3 separate regions of the Mus musculus genome follow, and all the other regions are linked to region 3. A link is a contact called in public promoter capture Hi-C data. All regions are on one chromosome and are shown on one strand. The core of a region is the stretch at or near the end of the contact, and the rest is flanking DNA. Distances in the headings are between cores, read along the strand shown. Region 1 holds the start of Vdac3 (voltage-dependent anion channel 3). Region 2 holds the start of Dkk4 (dickkopf WNT signaling pathway inhibitor 4). Region 3 holds the start of Atp7b (ATPase, Cu++ transporting, beta polypeptide).

Evidence for each region. Promoter capture Hi-C pulls out the DNA fragments that hold promoters and counts their contacts.
Region 1: a promoter capture Hi-C map of pre-B cells shows a contact between it and region 3, with 5 times the contacts expected there. The contact joins the promoter of Vdac3 here to the promoter of Atp7b in region 3. A contact is called at or near these places in 11 of 39 promoter capture datasets (3T3-L1-derived adipocytes, cranial neural crest, embryonic stem cells and 8 more), 3 of 484 Hi-C or Micro-C datasets (CD4 T cells, LSK cells and muscle stem cells), 4 of 115 datasets of contacts at active chromatin or transcription factors (astrocytes, epiblast stem cells, large pre-B cells and 1 more) and 3 of 9 other capture datasets (adipose tissue, embryonic stem cells and liver).
Region 2: a contact with region 3 is called in a promoter capture Hi-C map of stem cell-derived epiblast-like cells, with 6 times the contacts expected there. The contact joins the promoter of Dkk4 here to the promoter of Atp7b in region 3. A contact is called at or near these places in 2 of 39 promoter capture datasets (pre-B cells and stem cell-derived epiblast-like cells) and 1 of 115 datasets of contacts at active chromatin or transcription factors (embryonic stem cells).

Annotation. Positions count from the first base shown.
Region 1 is chr8:22,592,318-22,596,236 of GRCm38.p6, reverse strand. It overlaps Vdac3 (voltage-dependent anion channel 3), which reads left to right and starts at 2,424. Exons shown (of 9, transcript NM_011696.2): 1 at 2,424-2,553.
Region 2 is chr8:22,621,649-22,625,856 of GRCm38.p6, reverse strand. Dkk4 (dickkopf WNT signaling pathway inhibitor 4) reads right to left here and starts at 1,814. Exons shown (of 4, transcript NM_145592.2): 1 at 1,564-1,814; 2 at 460-610; 3 at 1-46. The coding sequence starts at 1,674.
Region 3 is chr8:22,058,084-22,062,516 of GRCm38.p6, reverse strand. Atp7b (ATPase, Cu++ transporting, beta polypeptide) reads left to right here and starts at 2,443. Exons shown (of 21, transcript NM_007511.2): 1 at 2,443-2,545. The coding sequence starts at 2,462. It overlaps Alg11 (asparagine-linked glycosylation 11 (alpha-1,2-mannosyltransferase)), which reads right to left and starts at 1,796. Exons shown (of 4, transcript NM_001243161.1): 1 at 1,747-1,796; 2 at 401-631. The coding sequence starts at 1,790.

The DNA.
Region 1 (3,919 bases), core at 1,175-3,674, 530 kb before region 3:
CTGATTGGATTTAAAACCTACCTCATGAGTCTGACATGCCTCACACTGCTTTGGTGGCCAAGAACCTGAGACTAGATAGGCCATGGATCTAGGAGAAAAACCAAACTCTACTGTTCTAAAAAAAGGAATTTAGGTATAAAATGAGTCCTAACAATATTCTGCTATATCCGTTGTTTTTAAAACAAAATCCCAAACGTTCAATTTACCACATGAAGACTTAGAAGCCAGAAAGCTCTGGTGAAAGCCCACTAGCTCAGAGAAGCAGAGAAAGCAGCTGACTTTCCTACTCCTCTGACATCCTGGAAGAAAAAAGCTTTCTCCTTTTCTATGCTGTCTTAAATACTACTTAACTCAAAGACCGTCCTTTTGCTCACTTTCTCTCAGTCGGTTGCTTGCTCTACCTCTTGACCTGCCGGTGACTTTATTTAGCTTGTGTTTACAGAAAGCTCTGGGTGTGCTATGGTTGAGCCACACCAGAATAAGGGTTTTCCAGTGCACAGTCCTGGGGTTCTAAATGTGAGCAAATATCCTGCAACAACTCATGGATCAGTGCCTCTTTCAGTCATCATCAGAGAAGCTTCCCCCTGCAGTGGATGGGAACTAACACAGAGACTCACAACTGGACAATGTTCAGAGGGTGAGAGACCTGGGAACACTCAGTCCTAAATGGGATGTCTCCATCAAATTTCTCCCCTCAGGGCTCAGGCAACTGGAAGAGAAGTGGAAAGATTGTAAGAACCAGAGGGGTTGGGGGATGATACCAAGGAAACAGTGTCTTCTAGACACAACAGGGCTGAGTTGTGTAAGTGATGGTAGAGAAACTACTGAACTACAGGGTCAAGTCAGGTGGTGCTTCCAAGTGGACACAAGCTTCCATCCGTAACAGGAAACTATCTCTAATTGGCATCCACTTGCAAAGAAAACAAAATGGTTTTCTTCAATGGAGTCTCCATGCCCAGCCATAGAGGGACAACACAAAATGAACTCAATGATTCTGACTTTGGGCCTTTTGTTTTGTTTTACTTGTGTTTTGTGTGTATGTTATGGACTCTGTGTTTATGTGTCTACTCTCCTCGTACTTCCTCTTTATTATTTTTCTTTTTTTAAGTTCTGGTTTGTTTGACTATTTGTATTCTAAAGAGAGAAATAAAGAAGGCATGGAGTCAGGTGGTTGGGGGAATCTGGGAGGAGCTGGGGGTGGGGAAACATGACCGGGATATAGTGTATGAAAAATTATTTTCAATAAAAAGAGTTAGCGGTAGAAACATCAACAAATATTTCCAAAAAGGCCATTTGTACATAACCAAGGCACAGTACCCTCAGATTCTACGTTGCTCTAGTACTAGTGTACTAGTGTAGTTTACTCAAATCTCCTCAGTTGCTTGGTTGTGTTCAATAGCCCTTTTGTTTTATCCACAGTCCAACTGAGACTCACAAAAACACTTTAGCATTACATCTTTTTGTTCTTAAACCCTTTTCTTCATCTTTCATGACATTGAAGATTGAGCAGTTGCTTCGCAGAACGTCCCTTAATTTGGATTTGCTTTCTCGCCCATAGACAAATTACATGCTTTGTTAAGAATACTGACTCGTGGGCTGGAGAGATGGCTCAGCCGTTAAAGGCTAGGTTCACAACCAAGAATATAAGAATATCGACTTGTGTCCCTTTCTGTGAATGACAGGGCACCTGAAGTTAGCTTTAGTCACTTGGTGAAGGCGATTTTCTGGCTGTGAAGGTCCTTTCCTCTTCAGTAAATAATCCGCGGAGTGAGTGAGTCCTGGGAACCATCGGGATCTCCTTAACCGTTTGCTGGGGAATCGGTTGTCACTAAGGTGGCTCTAAAGCAGTGGTGTGTTCCTTGCACAATTCCTGCGACATTGATTTCTCTTCTAAGAAGAGCTCTCTCTCCATCCTCTCTCTCTCTTGAATTAACTTGCATGCTCTAGAAGCCCGCAGTCGCCTAACCTCTAGGGCCTGGGTTTTCTCTCATCGTTCCAACTGAGAAGACTCACATTTTAAAATTACAGTTGACCTGGGACGAAGTTCCCATAAAGACCTGCAAGTCATCCACCATAGAGAGGGTGGCAGGGTCTGGGAGCGACACTCTGGCTGGCAGCTCGCGTCCGCAGAGCCCGCCCTGGGTCTCTGCTGGCGCCCTGCCCGCCCGCGCCCCTTCAGGGGACAGTAGCTACGGCTTTGGCACATTCTCGCGAGAGCCGCGCCTCCCGGCCCAGCAAAGGTCCTCAAAGGCCTTTCGGCCATTTCCACACCACCCCGCGCCGGTCACCCGCCAGCAGGGCCCCCACTGCGCCCGCGCACTCGCCCGCGCACGCGCAGCCGGACAGTTGGCCTAGGCGCCCGCCGCGGGGCCCCTTGCACGTCTGGTCTGAGGCGCGGCGCCGCGCCGCGCGCACTCGCGCTGGGGGACGACGGGCGCGCAGGCGCACAGGCGCGGCGGGGGAGCGAGGTCGCGCAGGCGCAGACGGCGTTGGTTCGAGAAGACCTTCAGCGTTGCCTTGGTGGAGCGGGACGGGCCCACCCTCGGGTTGTAGGTGAGGCGACCGCTGCCGCGGGCCGGGTGGGCGGATGGCCGGCGGGCCTGAGGAGCCGGCCGAGGCCACGGAGGAGGAGCTGAGGGGCGCCGACCTAGGGCGAGGCGAGGCAGGGGAGACTCCGCTGCCCGGACCCTGTTGGTCGCCTGAGGGCGGGAGTCGCCGCCCTGGGCCGGCCGCGACCTTCCGCCGCACCCGGCGTGCGCACTGGCGGTCTGCCCGGGGCCAGGCTGGAAGGCGGGCGGTTTCTAGAGAGGACGAGTCCCGGAACCCCAAACCTACACCCGACCCTGTCCTCACCCCGCTGTCTGGTGTGTCCAGCACTTGTCAGGCGTGTCTTGCACTCCCGACGGCCGAAGGGTGGATGCTCTTCATGCATCTTAAAAAGCAGAAACAAGGAACAAAAGAGAAGCTGTCTCCTCTAGTTAGTGCCTTTTGTCGTCCTCTCAGGCTCTAATGCAGCCTCAGGGCATGGTGCATAGCTGTCTTGTAGCGCTAAGATGATTGTGAGGTTGTAGCTTGACTCTCGAGTAACATGGAGTCCGGGTTTTCTCGATTTTTTTGCTTGATCATACCAGCAGTGCATTTCCCATTAGAATCATGGGTCCGAGTAAGGGACAGTTTGGGCATGAACGACTTCAGTTATCCACTTGACTTTTGCAAAGTGATGATTTTTGAGAAACAGTGGATCAAAAACGCTAAACGCAGCTTGTAAATAGCACTTAGACATTTCGACCACCTTGGTTTATTTTCTCCCTGATCAGTATGAAAACCTAAAACTGTATAAACGTTTCTGTCTGAATACGTAAGACCTGTGTTTCCTCCCTCCTAGAATGATGGCAAAAGATTTACATTACTACCGGGACTGTAAAATTACCCTGCTAGTGGACTCCAAACTCTGTAACATAGAGCAGAATTTTATTATAGATTGATGTAGAACATCAATACCACTCATTTGCCTTGACTCCTTAACTTTTCCTTTTGATTGATGCCTTGGATAAAACCCGTGGCATCAATTATAGATCCTCTTCTATGTAAGATAAGTGCTTTACCCATACGCCATCCCCATTTCTCTATAAATTTTGGGTGTGTGTGTGAACTTGTTTATGTGGTGTATGTACACGTTTGTGTGCACATCCGTATGCATGTGGAGTCCAGTGGTTGATGTTGGGTATAGGTCTCCTCACTGAACTGAGAAGTCTTCCTGTCTCCGCACTTTCCCTACCCCAGTGCTGTGTGGGTCCTCATATGCAGTTCCTCATGCTTGTGTGACAGACACTTTGCCAATTGAGCCATCTCCTTTGCCCCGACTTTATATATGTTTTTTTTGTATGCTCTTTCCTCTTAACTTTATATCATAGTGTGT
Region 2 (4,208 bases), core at 565-3,064, 560 kb before region 3:
TTTCTGTCCATCACTGGCCTTGTGTCTTCCACTGCAGTGCAAACATCTGGGGGACAACCGGTAGTGTTAGTGACTCTGAGGGACAAGAATGGGTGTGCCATTACTGTAGTGCCCAAGAATCTGGCAGCACTTCTTTGTCCCATTTTATAATATATTCCAGAAATAATTGATTAATAAAAATCTCAGTCCATGTGGAAAGATCCAAGCCAGTCCACCTTGAATCTGCCCTTTAAAAATCATTCTATCTATGTCACTGGTCAAGGGTGTTGCCAGGTTATAAATGATTTTGCTTCACCAAAAAAAAAAAAAAAAAAAAAAAAAAGACAGCTACACAAATTTACTTCATCCAGATCCCAAACATCCTAGCCTGGCCCCCATGGTCAGTGCTGCTCTGAGTGACTCACTCCACTGGTGCCATCAGATTGCAGCCCTGGAGGCTTGGAGCCCAAGGTTTCTCACCATTCACACAGACCGTTCCTGGGCAGCACACGGCGCTCCTCTGACACCTCCTGCGAACTCTACGGCACGTGGCACAGAAGGACCGTTCATCGTGAAACGCTAAGCAGAATTTCCCTTCGCTGCAGTCCCTGTCTGATGCACACAGCGAGCCCTGTAGAAGGAAACTTGTTACAGGCTGAGGAATTCACGACACCTAAGAGGTCTTTATCCACGGCAGGGGTTGGGAGGCCAAACTCTAATGACAGTGGGATTGCCAGGGCCAACTTTAGGCACCATGTTAATTTTTCAGCATAATTGGTTTTCTCCTGAAAAGAGTGCATCAAGCTACCTGTGAGAAGATCTTGGCTATTCTGGAACTTGTGTCTGGGGTTAGTCTTTAATCAGTTATGAACCATGCCCCAGCCCCAATTTTACTTCAAAGCTCGAAATTTAATATTCCTACGCTCTTCGTGTAAAACCAAAGTTCTTCATGTGTGTCTTTCAGGTGACAATTATAAGTTCCATTGTCACTCCATCCCCTGCTCCCCAACTGGCCTTTTATCATCTATACTGTGTACGCACTACAGAGAATAGTGTAGTGTAATGTATAGTATCCATAGATGATAATGACCCCTTATACAATTCCCGTGCCGTAGACGGTTACAGTGCTGGGTCATGTCCTAATGTGTTCAAGTCCTAACTCCTACACATCTGCTGTGTAGTCCAAATTCCTATCTTCATCATTGCTAGATAGAAATTTATGCCTATCTCGACTTGTAAGGAAGACAGCTGAGCACAAAGGCCTAGCACATGTACCGCTTTCATTTGGTACTAATTTGTTAATAAATGTAGAGCCCTGACCAGAAAACCTTTTGTTTTGCATGCCTTTTAAAGAGATTTTTTAATCTGCAGTCAGGTTGTCTTCTGACTCACTGACAGCTCCTTAATTCAGCATCCTGAGGGATGGGATTAGAGTATGTGCTCTTTTAATAGTAAACGGTAAGAGAACTGAATTTTATGTGCACACATGCAGTCAGACATAACTTCACTTAGAGGTGAGGGCGCCCTGCCCGGCTGATACAGTGCTATCTTTGCGGATGGTCTCAGTGATCTAGCCACACTTACCTTCCCCGCGCCTTGCACATCCGCGGAGCTCTTGATGTTGTTAAAGTCCAGAACCAGGGCTGCCAGGGGTGAACAAAACCAGCTGAGTCCAAGCAAGGTCACCAGTACCATCCTCAGTCACTCTGGTCTCTCGGAGCTCCAGTACCCCTTGAGTCTTCGAAGGCTGCGCTGCTGAGTGGCCCTAGGTACAATCTGCAAGTCGCCCACAGAGGCCTTTTCTGAAAGAGAGACTCTGCCCAAGGAAGGTGTGTTAAATGAGACAGGCCAGGTCTGACCAGCATACTCTTCCGAAACTATTTATAACCAGACGTGGCCCCTCTTCTCCCTCCCAGCCCACTGTTTCCTTCCTTTTTACCCCACACAGGCTACAACAGATCCCTTCAAATCTTTGATCAATAGTTCAAAACAAGGACTCAGTGGAAGAGACCAGAGGCCACAGAGGCTGTTCCTCCAGGCGGGAATCCCTCTTAATTACCGCATATCAAAGTCAGTTCAAAGGGCTCCCAGCAAAGAAGGATGTTGGTATCAAAGGCAGCTCTGATAATCACCTGCATTTCCGACCCTCAATCCTGTGGGAGGAGGGGCAGATGATGTCTTCACAGCAAGTTGTACTCAAAGAAAGAAGAACTCACATTAGCCAATATGCTGTAGATGTTTAAGAAAAAAAAAAAAAAAACAAACACTAATGAATTACTGAACCTACCCTGAAGTTTAAAGTGGAGAAGGGTAACCTTTAGCCCTGACATCTGGACTCTAAAGTTAGGGTTAGGGTCAAGGTCCTGATAGCTTCCAATTGTGAAATGCTGTCACCTGTTCTGTTCAGATGAATGACATTAGGAAATCACTCTTCTTACAATAAAAATTGAACTCTTTGAAGTCAGTTGTTTTATTAGAAAAATAGTGGGGCGCATAAACACCTGATTTCATTTTCAAGTGTCTTAATTTTTAAACTGATACATAAGAGCTTAAATTGCCACCTGCAGTTCCAGTGTGTGGCAAGTGGAGGCAGAGGGGTCAGGGGTTCAAGGTCAGTCTCAGCTACATAGCGAGTTGAACCCTGCCACAGAAAATAAGGTTTAAAGATTTTTTAACTGCCAGGCAGTGGTGGTGCACACCTTTAATCCCAGCACTTGGGAGGCAGAGGCAGGAGAATTTCTGAGTTCGAGGCCAGCCTGGTCTACAGAGTGAGTTCCAGGATAGCCAGGGCTACACAGAGAAACCCTGTCTCAAAAACAAACAAACAAACAAACAAACAAACAAACAAAAATTTAACTGTACACATGGTATGTGAGGGGGGGGGGGTTGCTCATGTGACTGCAGTGCCCAAGGGGCCCAGAAGATGGCGTCAGAGGCCTGGAGGTGGAGTTACAGGTGGAAAGCTGCCGGATGTGGGTGCTCTTACTTCAGCTGTCTCTCCAGGCTCTACATTGAACTTTGGGTTTGGTTTGATTTGGGTTTTGGAGACAAGGATTCTCTATGTAGCCCTGGATGTCATAGAACCCACTCTGTAGAGCAGGCTGGCCTGGAATTCAAAGGCCCTCTCTACCTCTGCCTCCCAAGTGCTGGGATTAAAAACGTGTGCTGCCACCACTGCCTGGCTTCCTAAATTGGTTTTTGTTTTACCTCTGTTTTGGTTTGGTTTGGTTTGGTTTGGTTTTCAAGACAGGGTTTCTCTGTGTAGCCCTGACTATCCTAGACTCAGTTTGTAGACCAGGCTGGCCTCAGACTCAAAGAAATCTGCCTGCCTAAGTTGAATTTAAAAAAAAAAAAAATGCCTACTTTCATCCTTTTTCTCATATATATATGTATATACATATATATATATATATATACACACACACACATTTTTTTTAAATGGAGTTTCACTGTATCACCCAGGCTGCCCTCAAACTCCTGCCTGGCTCAAGCATCTTTGCCTCTGCCTCTGCCTCTGCCTCTGCCTCTGCCTCTGCCTCTGCCTCTGCCTCTGCCTCTGCCTCTGCCTCTGCCTCTGCCTCTGCCTCTGCCTCTGCCTCTGCCTCTGCCTCTGCCTCTGCCTCTGCCTTTGCCTCGATTATCACCCACCCCAAAGTGCCAACTCGGCTGTTACAGAAGTTTTGAACACTTTAAGGAGAAAAACAAACTGGGTGCAGAGGGGAAAAGGCCTTTTAGTCCTCCTCACATTCTTTTCAGTCTGGCCTGAGCCTAGGCTTGTTTAAAATCTACCAAGGCAGGGGCTGGGAGTTGCCATTAGAGCACTTGCAGCTCTTGTAGAGGACCTGGGTTCAATTCCCCTCGCCCACAAGTAGGCTCACAACAGTCTGTAACCAGGGAATCGGACGCTCTCTTCTGACCTCATCCGGCTCCAGGCACACACTGATGCACATATACAGATGATGCAGATGCAGGCAAAACACTTATACACACAAAATAATAAAATCTTTAAAACTTAAATGAATCTAACAAGAACAGTTTTCTGTTAAGTGGCTTTGCTGAGTCTTCCTGCAGGAACCCTCTGCAGCCCAACGCAGCCAGGGACCCATGTGACACACTGTAGTGCTGAGGACATTCTCAGTAGGGAGTTCCCAGGCAGGACTCTGCTCTCAACTGCACCAGGGCAGGGGCCTCTCTGTACAGCCCCCTTGCTGGCAGGGATGCTCTGGGGA
Region 3 (4,433 bases), core at 1,194-3,693:
CAACTTACAAGTGGCTACAGCACAAAGCAGTATGAGTCCCCCATCTCCAGCAAGCATTAACTGACGTTAGCACTTCACTAAAGGGACATTGTGAGTTCCTCTCCGCCTAGGATGGGGTCTTGAAGGGTCTAGTCTTAGACAGGTTTTGTTCATCTGAGAAATAAAAGCATGTTTTAAAAGCTAACTTTTTCTTTTTTCTTTTTAAATTCCCATTTTAAAAGGTACTTCTCATGTTGCCCAGGCTGGCTTATGACTCCTGGGCTCCAATAATCCTCCCACTTTAGACTCCAGGTAAGTTGGGATAACAGCTCTGCAACACTGAAATCTGTGGAAACTAAAATTCAGTATGATCTTAGCAAGCAGTAGCGCTGTGTTTGAGCTAAGAAAGATGCATACCTACTTTTTCTGCAGGGCTCTCAAAGCACACCACAGAACTCTCTCTCCTCCGCCACCTGCATTACAGTATGGATGGAAAAATGCAACCACCGTTTGTTCTTTTCCATTTTTGCTGGTCGACACAGACTTCTTCTTTCTCTGTAGATGCCACCTGATAACCCAAAGGCCAATGACCAAATATACACACAAAACTCCGCATATCATCAGTCCAGGAAAGAAGAGTGAATAGAAAAACCTGAGATAAATAAAAGGTGAAAATCAACCTGTTGTCAATTTAAAAAGTCAGCTACAAACTAAGGTTTACTTTTTACACACTTGCTTAATATTAAGTTCTGTAGCTCCTAAGTCTGCTAAAAAAATTATTTAAAAAAAAAGTGCCGGGCGGTGGTGGCACATGCCTTTAATCCCAGCACTTGAGAGGCAGAGGCAGGAGGATTTCTGAGTTTGAGGCCAGCCTGGTCTACAAAGTGAGCTCCAGGACAGTCAGGACTATACAGAGAAACCCTGTCTCGAAAAACAAAAACAAAACAAAACAAAAAAACAAAAAAAATTAATTTTTTTCCCCTTAGTGGTGATGACTGGTGATTCAGGGCCTCAAAGATGTTAGGTAAACACTTGATTCCTAGCCAATACATACCCATATTTAAACCAAATGCTTGGAAGAAAGGTAACTGTAATCCAAAGCTTTGAATTACTTATCAATGACCATTATAATGCAGAAAGTCACTCATGACAATGTACACTGTACAGAGCTGGCAGCATTCCATTTATCGGGAAAAGGCCAAGAATGTGCTAGAACAAACTAGCCTATTCATATTTTTAGCAATCACTACAGACCTTGAAGCAGACAGCTCAGAAAGGAAGATGTAATACAAACTCTGGCAAGAATGCATGTATCCACTGCTCTTCAGAACGCTATTTCGCTAGCTATAAATGTTCAACCTGAACAAAAACACATATGAACTTAGGTAGGCTTTCATAGGGCAGAAACAACTTTTGAAATATGGAACTATTACAATAGTAGTGACCACCGGGTGGTTAACATTCCTGTTTATTTCTACCAACTTTATGTAATTCTTACATAAGAAACGATATGTATCTCAAAGGCAAAACCAATATATTTACAACTTTAAACATCAACCAGGAAAGAAGAAATCAACAGATGGTCAAGTAGCAGAGAGTCAACCAACTGGTTTACGAAGCAGCAGGTAGCCAGTTAAGGAAAACAGCTGATCGGCATGCGAAACAACCGAGGTAAACCGAGGCACGAAGAAAGCGCTTCTACAGACTTTATCTGGACTGCCTCCAAACCCTCCACGCCCTCGTGAGCTCAGGCCACCAGATCCTCACCGCAGCACGGCGTACACGCACCAGCTCCCAGTGTCCGCCGCCATCTTATCCCACCCTCCCCTCTCACAGCCCGGAAGCGCTTGCCTGTTCTTCTATCCTATTGGCTCCTGAGGAAGCGTGTGCCGTTAGCCACGCCCCCCGCTTACACGCCTTCCTGCAGGTTGCCTAATAGCCGCTTCCCACAGGCGGGGCGCACACGGGCCCATCCCACTTGGGCCACGCCGCTGCGGTGGCGGTGGTGGGGCGTGGCTTGTGATGGACAGCCGGCTCTCTCGCCCCTCCCACCCCACTCGCCCCGCCCACTTCGCTCCCCCCCCTCCCGTCTGGAAGCCCCCTTGAGGGCGCCCAGCCCTGCCCCCACCGCGGCGCTGCCAGCCGGTTGGGACCCAATGGGAGGTCCGGGCGGGCGACGAGCTAATCTTCCAGTACAGAGTCCGCTCTTTCAGAGGTGTCGGCGAGTCCCCAGCGGCCGCAGTAGCGGGGCGCGGGGTGGAGAGGGGGCTGCGCTGGAGCGGGCGTCCTGAGACTGTGGTCCTCGCTGCACCCTATCTGCAGCGCACCGCGGACCTCGCTGTCCGTAGTCCGCAGCGCCGGGGCTGGGAGATCTGAGCCCTGTGTTCCCCAGGAACCACGGATGCGCTTCTTCGCGCCTCCTCTCCCTGGCTTGTAAAGTCGCCCTTCCCTCCCCCCAACCAGGTGACCTTTGGGCTCGGGGATGGATCCCAGGAAGAACTTGGCGTCTGTGGGGACGATGCCTGAACAGGAGAGACAGGTCACAGCCAAAGAGGCCAGTCGGAAAGTAAGTTTCCTTTGCCTGACCGCAGCGTGTACGCACCTGCTCAAAGCGCTTTTCTCCTCGGTTCCTCCAGGGCTCGTGACTGTGGACACGTACCCCTGAGAACCCGGGAGGAAAACCCTCTAGATCAAGGGTGCCACTAGCCCTCTGGTGTACAACGATTTCGAGCCCAGAACTTTCCCCGGTCCTTATTAAAGAGCTCTTGAGCGTGGGCTTGCTGTATAAAAACTCTAGTTGCTCCTGGGAGTGCTAATACCTCGCTAATGCCTGGCTAATGCTCCTCAAAAGGTCTACATCCAAGTCCTGTACCTTGAAGGCATTCATTTAATAATACAGGGGGTTAATTAATGCAGCCTCTTAGAGATGCAAACAGCGTAGAATATTTAACATGAAAAGCAGGTCTGTTTTTCTTTTCTTCATGTGCGTTTTCAATCAACAAATACTTACTGAAACTTGTATAGGTCGCAGGCATATGATGAATTCTTGAAGATTTGTGCATTGTTTTAAAATATTTTGTCTAGCTTAATTGAAATCACGTTTTATGTTCTCGGAACTTTTTTTTTCCAATTAGTTATACTTTGTAGATTGTTTCCCAGAGTGTCATAGGTGTTCCCCATAGTCTGTTGGTGGTTCCCTCTTGGGTGGTCATGGCGATTGCTTCCTTTCTTTCCCAGTTGACGTGATCTTTGCACTTGAATTGTTGTGTGTGTGTGTGTGTGTGTGTGTGTGTGTGATGGAGGTTAGGGGCATCTTGCTGGACTTAGTGCTGCTTTTCCCACCATGTGTGTCAGTGTGTCGGGTCGTCGGGTTTAAAAGCTAGTGCCTTTACCCACTGAGCCATCTTGCCCTACTTGTACTTGAGTCTTTTTTTTTTTTAAAGCATTTATTTATTTGTTTTATGTGTATATGGGGAAGAATGGAGGGGGAGAGAATCTAGGCGTGAGAGGTCAGCAGAAGACGTCCAGGAGTTGGTTTTCCCTCCTTTCAGCAAACAGGTCCTAGGGCTTCAAGATTGTGTGCATCCACTCATCGAGCCATTCAACTGGCCTTACACTTGGTTATTGACATCGAATTTAATACTGGGCGTATTTCTTTAGGTCTGGATTGCTGGATTGGAGCTTGCTCCTTTTGTTCAGGTCTCTGAAACTAATTAATCCAGCAGTTTTATCCAGCGTCCCTTGTTAGTGAAATTCATGTAGACTCTGGTGTGTAGGAATGAGAGGGGTGTAGGTTAATGGACAGGCAGGGAGAGAGGTGGCTGAGTAGGTGTGAAGACAGCCCACACCGGGTAGGGGTGGCCAGAGCAGAGAAGGAGATGCCCCCTATCTTTGTCAGTGTCCCCCTGAAAGAGTAAAGTCTTTATCTAATCAGGTGAAATTGAAGACCTGCTCCTCTGTGGAAGCAGTCGGTTAACTGCTCTGTCTCTTGTTGGCCTCACCCGCTTCTGAATTACACTGATAATGGCTTTAGGCGAAGTCACTGAACTTATTATATGCGTGACACTGTATTAGTTTTTACTCCCATGTGTTTACTCGTTCGATTCTTAGGACCCGTGCCACTTTGTCTTTATTCAGTTTTTTTGCGGTGCTGAAAGGCAAACCCATGGTTCTGTGCTCTGACATAGATTTTTGCCTTAACTCTGTGCTCAGGACCAACACAGGGCCTCTAGCATTCTGCTAGTGACTGCATTTCCAGACCTCACCTGCCTGTTACCATTCTATTGCCACTTTGTCCTTGCTGTGGTTCAGCACGTGCTTTTTTGGATATTGTTTCAGAAATGCTAAGGTCCCAGGACCTTTATATGCAGCTATGACTTAAGACCTTTCCTTTAGGGAAGTTTACTTTCCTATAGAATGGCTTAGGGGTGCGATTTACCAGCAGGGGTAGGTGT